2 separate regions of the Arabidopsis thaliana genome follow, and region 2 is linked to region 1. Evidence: chromatin contacts called from public targeted proximity ligation data. All regions are on one chromosome and are shown on one strand. The core of a region is the stretch at or near the end of the contact, and the rest is flanking DNA. Distances in the headings are between cores, read along the strand shown. Region 1 holds the start of SPS1 (solanesyl diphosphate synthase 1). Region 2 holds the start of emb1473 (Ribosomal protein L13 family protein).

Region 1 (3,268 bases), core at 69-2,568:
AGCATTAGATATCTAAAAAAAGTGAAATACAAATCTTTGTTTCTTTTTAAATTGTTTTATTTTATAAAATTGATTCACTTGCTCATCATTTATATACACCAAAGAGTGTAGAAGAGTTCTCTCACTCAAACAAAAATCAAACAATGGCTAAAGCATGGATCTGCCTTTCCTTCCTCATCTTCCTCTACCTTGTCTCAGGTATATAAATTACCAGTTTACCACTAATCAGCCATCCTAGTTTAATTAATTTAATAATCCTAATTAACAGTATCATCCTCATGTTCTTTCCTTTTAACAGAACGAAACTTCATCAACGTCAACGCAGAGGTATTTGCTTAGACCAACTATCAAATTGCTATCTGATTTTTTTTTCTTACTCAATGAGTTTTTGTTCTAAGTTGTTGTTATAGACCAAGACTTGGTGTGTGGCTAAACCTTCTTCCGATCAAGTAGCACTTCAAGATAACATAAACTTCGCATGTTCTCATGTTGATTGTCGTGTTCTTTTGAGTGGATGTCCATGTTACTCCCCTAGTAACCTCATCAACCATGCATCTATCGCCATGAATCTTTATTACCAAGCCAATGGAAGAAACTATTGGAACTGCAATTTCAAGAACTCCGGACTCATTACCATAACTAATCCGAGTGAGTTTGCTCTTTCTCTTTAATTATGCTATCGAAAAACACTTCTCTATCTATATATAGAGAGAAGTGGTTTTAAAGGTAATTTCATTTTTACCTTTAAGTATCTGGTTAATTATATTAAAGGTAATTTCATTTTTTCTATATGTGTAGGCTATGGAAACTGCTACTATGAATAAACATGAGCAAGAAAGGAAAAAAAAAAACCATATTTCTTACAAGCAAACAGAAGAGGAATGTGTTTTCTTGTTGTTGCAATGTTTATGAGTTATAATTTAAATTTCCAAAGTTCGCAGATTTTGATTAATCAAATTTGATAACATAAAAGCAAAAAAGAAAGTATCCAACACTTATCAAAATTTGATCACAATTATTCCATCTCATTTTCAGTAATGACCCTTATTACGTACTGACCGTAAACATAGAACTTACCGTAATTAAGCTTTTAAAATTGAATTCTTCACCACATGAACATTTGGAAATATGTAGAACAACGTAACGTTTTCTTTTCTTTTTTCTTTGGTGTCAGAAACTAACGCATTTCTAAAGATTTTTTTTTTTTATAAAGGTAACGTATTTCGATATACTCGAATGTTAGTATGTTAAACCATTGGATAAATGACACGTGGTGAAATCTTAGCCTCAAGATTAGATAAGCGTAGACTAATCAATCGTTTCCCTCTTCTCCTTGGTATTGAACAAAAACACAGTCGTCACTTTCGTGCCTCCCGAATGATCTCATGTGGGCTTGTCTCGTCCACCCAACAAACTATAGAAAAAAAACTCGATCGGCTGATACTTAATCACCCACTTGATTTTGTATTTTTGTACCTTTTTTTGTTGTAATTTTTCCATACACCCAATTTCCCGTGGAAGAAAAGGAGTCAGCTTTTTCGTTTGCTTTAAAGCTTGAATCTTTACATAGTTCCAGTTACTTTCTATAGAGCTTCATAATCCCTAGTTGCCCAAAAGGATTCTGGGTTTTGTGAGAATGATGACGTCATGTCGGAATATAGATTTAGGTACGATGATGATGGCATGTGGTTGTGGCCGTCGTCAGTTTCCTTCATTAGCGAAGACTGTTTGTAAGTTTACTAGCAGCAATAGAAGCTATGGCGGTCTGGTGGGGAGTTGCAAAGCGGTGCCAACGAAATCAAAGGAGATCTCTTTGCTCAATGGTATGTATGATTCTCACTTAAAGTCTTAAACTTTTTGTTTTATGTGATTAGATATTTGATTTAGTTTTTAAGTGTTCGTGAACCTTGTTCTACAATAGTTACAGATTTTTAAGAATCACTGGAGTTTATGCTTATTGCCTCATGAGAATTGTAGGTATTGGTCAATCTCAAACAGTGAGTTTTGATTTGAAACAAGAGTCAAAACAGCCTATTTCGTTGGTGACTCTGTTTGAGCTAGTAGCTGTTGATCTGCAGACTTTGAATGACAATCTTTTATCGGTTAGTGTTTCTTATAAACTCTTTCTGGCACTGTCTTTGTCTATCCTGTGTTTGAAGTTTCACTAGGGGATCTAACAAAGTGGTTCTTTATAGATTGTTGGTGCGGAAAATCCGGTTTTGATATCTGCGGCTGAGCAGATTTTCGGAGCTGGTGGTAAAAGAATGAGACCGGGTTTGGTATTCCTTGTATCACATGCCACGGCGGAATTAGCAGGCCTAAAGTGAGTAGTCTAAAGACTTTACTTTATTTTGTTGGTATTCCTTTCATTCAGTTGGGTATCCATCTTTTATCACAAAATGATCATATTCAGATGTCTTGATGCAGGGAACTAACAACAGAACACCGGCGTTTGGCTGAGATCATCGAGATGATACACACTGCAAGCTTGATACACGACGATGTGTTAGACGAGAGTGACATGCGAAGAGGTGAGTTTTGTTAATAGTTATGAGATTCATCTATTTTTGTCATAAAATTGTTTGGTTTGGTTTAAACTCTGTGTATAATTGCAGGAAAGGAAACAGTTCATGAGCTTTTCGGCACAAGAGTAGCGGTGCTAGCTGGAGATTTCATGTTTGCTCAAGCGTCATGGTACTTAGCAAATCTCGAGAATCTTGAAGTTATTAAGCTCATCAGTCAGGTACTTAGTTACTCTTACATTGTTTTTCTATGAGGTTGAGCTATGAATCTCATTTCGTTGAATAATGCTGTGCCTCAAACTTTTTTTCATGTTTTCAGGTGATCAAAGACTTTGCAAGCGGAGAGATAAAGCAGGCGTCCAGCTTATTTGACTGCGACACCAAGCTCGACGAGTACTTACTCAAAAGTTTCTACAAGACAGCCTCTTTAGTGGCTGCGAGCACCAAAGGAGCTGCCATTTTCAGCAGAGTTGAGCCTGATGTGACAGAACAAATGTACGAGTTTGGGAAGAATCTCGGTCTCTCTTTCCAGATAGTTGATGATATTTTGGATTTCACTCAGTCGACAGAGCAGCTCGGGAAGCCAGCAGGGAGTGATTTGGCTAAAGGTAACTTAACAGCACCTGTGATTTTCGCTCTGGAGAGGGAGCCAAGGCTAAGAGAGATCATTGAGTCAGAGTTTTGTGAGGCGGGTTCTCTGGAAGAAGCGATTGAAGCGGTGACAAAAGGTGGGGGGATTAAGAGAG
Region 2 (3,337 bases), core at 783-3,282, 38 kb before region 1:
TTCCAAACATTCAAATTGTATTTCCTATTATTATGTATATTTAACATTCAAATTTTGGATCCAGCATTAAAAATTTCAGTTTTAAGTAATGACTCGATTAAGGCATGAATATTAGATTTTCCTTGCATCTGTGATCTCATTGGGAAGGTTTGTTACCAATTGAAGAGGAAGTTTTTGTTAATGGTGACTACTGTTGCTTATGGCATTTGTATTCATTACATGTCATCTTTTTCATGTTGAAGAAGATATTCAGTAGCAAAAAAAAATAACGAGAAATATTTCAAATTAGAAAGTTTTGTAGCATAACAGAGTTGATAGAAGCGAAAACAAGAATCTGTAAAGCCTCCTCTGGTTTTGGGATGAAGAAACTACAGAAACCTGAGAAGAAAAAACTCTCTGCGCTTGGCGATAATGGAACAGTGGTGGAGCTTCTATTTTTGCAGCTGTATTCTCTTGTCCCTGATAGGCAGATCAAGCGGTTTCTGGGCCTCGTGAGGATGGTCAGGGCCTTTGTACACCTTCAGGTGATTGAACAGAGCTCTCCCAAGCTGCCACAAAATGGTCAGACCAAAGTTAAGAGGGAGTTGGAAAACTAGTAATCAATCAATACCAATATCGCAACAAGTAGTTTCCAAGTTCAATCCATAAGTTTGAAGAAACACGGATTTGCTAAGTGTTAAGACTTAAAGGAGACTAATAAAGAGCTGTGGATTATGTATCTAACCCGTCCCTTTGGAAGCATTCCACGAACAGCATGCTCAACGATTCTTTCAGGAATTCTCTGCTGCAATTGATCAAATGTCTCTACTGTCATACCACCAGGTCGTCCTGAATGCCTCCTGTACAGCTTTTGGTTACGCTTCTTTCCAGATACAGCAACTTTCTCAGCATTCACCTTTAACCAAACAATTGAAAACAGTATTAGAGGTACCAAGTTACAAGCATTGCCCAAACATCTACATAGAGGCTCTACATCTTGCTGCTAATGTGAATCTTACTAAAACCAAATCCCAAGGCTCCTCCTTCAGGAAGAAATTAACTAAAGCAGCACATCAAATTTCTTATTCTCTACAGATAGCTCAAAGAAACTCATACCACAATCACAAAAGCTCCCATGTCGACACTAGGAGTGTAAGAGGCAAGATTCTTCCCACGGATGTGATTAGCAATTGTCGATGCCAATCTACCAAGAATTTTGTCAGTTGCATCAACCACAAACCAGGGCTTGTCCGTGTTCACATGGTCTGAAGCTTTTGGATACCATGTCGTGTTCCAGATGTCCTGTAAACCATAGAATACACTCAATAAAGGTTTCAAGCCAAAGACTTTTAACTTCTCTCCAACCAAACATTAATAATTTCATAAAACGTCCAAGTTAACAAATTCAGAAGAATAAACATCAATTTTCGAAGCCAATTGATGCAGACAACACAGCTAATGAGTCAAAGGCAAAATCCACTACTTAATAAATCGCAATTGGGAGAAGAAAAAAACAAGCCATACTTCAAATTCAAAGCAAGAGCTAAAGTGCGACACTTTATAAATGCGTAGATGCTAAACACAGAGGGAGATAGAAAAATTATCGTTACAGGGCCATTAGCTTCTTCTTCGTCGAACATCCATCGTTGATTCGCCGGAACAAGAGAAGTCGTCGTCGTCGGCTCAGCTTCACACTTCACTTGCAATCCTCTTTTCGAATTCGCATAAATGCCGACTCGTACCGACGGCTTCGAGATAGCCGTTAAAGAGAACCCTAAAAACGGAGACTTTCTCTCACTTCCGGAGGATTTCACGGAAGAAGAAGAGAGTATCACCGTCGAAGACGAGCAAAGAACCGCCATTTTTGTTTTTCTCTCTTCTGCAAATTTCTTCTGCTCTTTCCGATTTCTCGGATAAGATTGGGTTCTCAGTAAATAGTAGTAGTGGCAACACCGTAAATAATCTGATGAATACGACCGAAAAATAAACACAACACGGGTTAAGGATCCGGGTTTTTTTCGGAGCTCCGGATTCAACCCGAAATACTGTTTTTTTTTTCTCAATAGGAGAGAAAGGTCTTCTTCGGAAGCAAGCTAAGTCATGGCAACGATTTCGTCAACTCTACTCTTAAATTCTTCTAGATCAGCTTTACCACTAAGATTCCCAAAATTCTCGGGATTTTCTTCTTCCTCTCCATTCGCTAGATCTTACAGATTTGGACGACGTAATCTGGAACCACTTTCCAACGGAATGCTTTCGTCGGGAAGTAGAGCCGACGGTGCTACGGCGGCGGCTGCATCGATGGAAGGAGTGATGACGGAGGCGATGAAACTGATTCAATCGGCGTCACCAACTTGGAAATCAGCTGTGGCTAACAATTTATTGATTTTTGTTCTCGGTTCACCGCTTCTTGTTACCGGATTGTCCGCTTCTGGGATCGCCGCCGCGTTTTTGCTTGGTACTTTAACTTGGAGAGCTTATGGCTCTGCTGGTTTCCTCTTAGTCGCTGCTTACTTCGTCATAGTAAGTGCATTTGTGATCAACCTGAATGTAATTCGGTAACTGACTCTTAGAACGTAGAAATTCGCTGCTTTGATTTTGATTTCGAGCTGATGAATGAAGAATGTCCTTAGATTTTAGATGTGTTATTGTTTAATTTAGGAATTGTGGACGTGTTAGAGATCCTAAATCACGTTTACAGATTAAGGAGCTACTTTTTCTGATCATGCTCAACATTGAGATACTTAGTCTTTTCTCTGCAATGCTTTAAGTTTTAGATTTCAATATCGTGTTTCACCCCAGAGCTGGAAATAGTAACAGTAAATTTGCAATTGATTCTGGCGCTGAAGTTGGTTTAGATGATTTACAATATCACAGGGAACAGCGGCAACGAAGGTTAAAATGACGCAAAAGGAAGCACAAGGTGTGGCCGAAAAGAGAAAGGGTAGAAGAGGACCACGCAGTGTGATTGGTTCAAGTGCTGCTGGTTGTGTCTGTGCTTTTCTTTCAATATATCAAGTGGGAGGAGCAGCTTTTTCCCAGCTTTTCCGGCTTGGTTTTGTTTCCAGTTTCTGCACTAAAGTATCTGACACTGTCTCGAGCGAGATAGGCAAAGCTTATGGAAAAACAACGTGAGTATGCTACTGTTATCCAGCTATAGCCTCTTCTGTTATGGTCTGTGTCTGTTTTCTGTCTGATGTATGGCATGGACTTGTGGTGTCATGACATGAATCCAATCGACAACTGAAATGATCTTACTAACCATTGCCAATTCGCAGGTATTTAGCTACGACATTTAAGATTGTACCAAGAGGAACAGAGGGAGCTATGAGTCTTGAAGGAACATTGGCTGGACTTT

The links.
Region 2: a targeted proximity ligation map of shoot shows a contact between it and region 1, with 12 read pairs. A contact is called at or near these places in 3 of 26 Hi-C or Micro-C datasets (callus, root and vegetative nucleus) and 1 of 2 datasets of targeted methods (shoot).

The regions. Positions count from the first base shown.
Region 1 is chr1:29,535,532-29,538,799 of TAIR10.1, reverse strand. SPS1 (solanesyl diphosphate synthase 1) reads left to right here and starts at 1,318. Exons shown (of 6, transcript NM_106498.4): 1 at 1,318-1,823; 2 at 1,978-2,102; 3 at 2,196-2,323; 4 at 2,428-2,531; 5 at 2,616-2,743; 6 at 2,842-3,268. The coding sequence starts at 1,637. It overlaps AT1G78520 (Carbohydrate-binding X8 domain superfamily protein), which reads left to right and starts at 88. Exons shown (of 4, transcript NM_106499.5): 1 at 88-198; 2 at 299-327; 3 at 411-648; 4 at 799-994. The coding sequence starts at 144. The coding sequence ends at 824.
Region 2 is chr1:29,574,501-29,577,837 of TAIR10.1, reverse strand. emb1473 (Ribosomal protein L13 family protein) reads right to left here and starts at 2,032. Exons shown (of 4, transcript NM_106510.3): 1 at 1,590-2,032; 2 at 1,096-1,281; 3 at 725-895; 4 at 1-548. The coding sequence starts at 1,841. The coding sequence ends at 432. AT1G78620 (integral membrane protein (Protein of unknown function DUF92, transmembrane)) reads left to right here and starts at 2,037. Exons shown (of 5, transcript NM_106509.4): 1 at 2,037-2,502; 2 at 2,857-3,110; 3 at 3,258-3,337. The coding sequence starts at 2,080.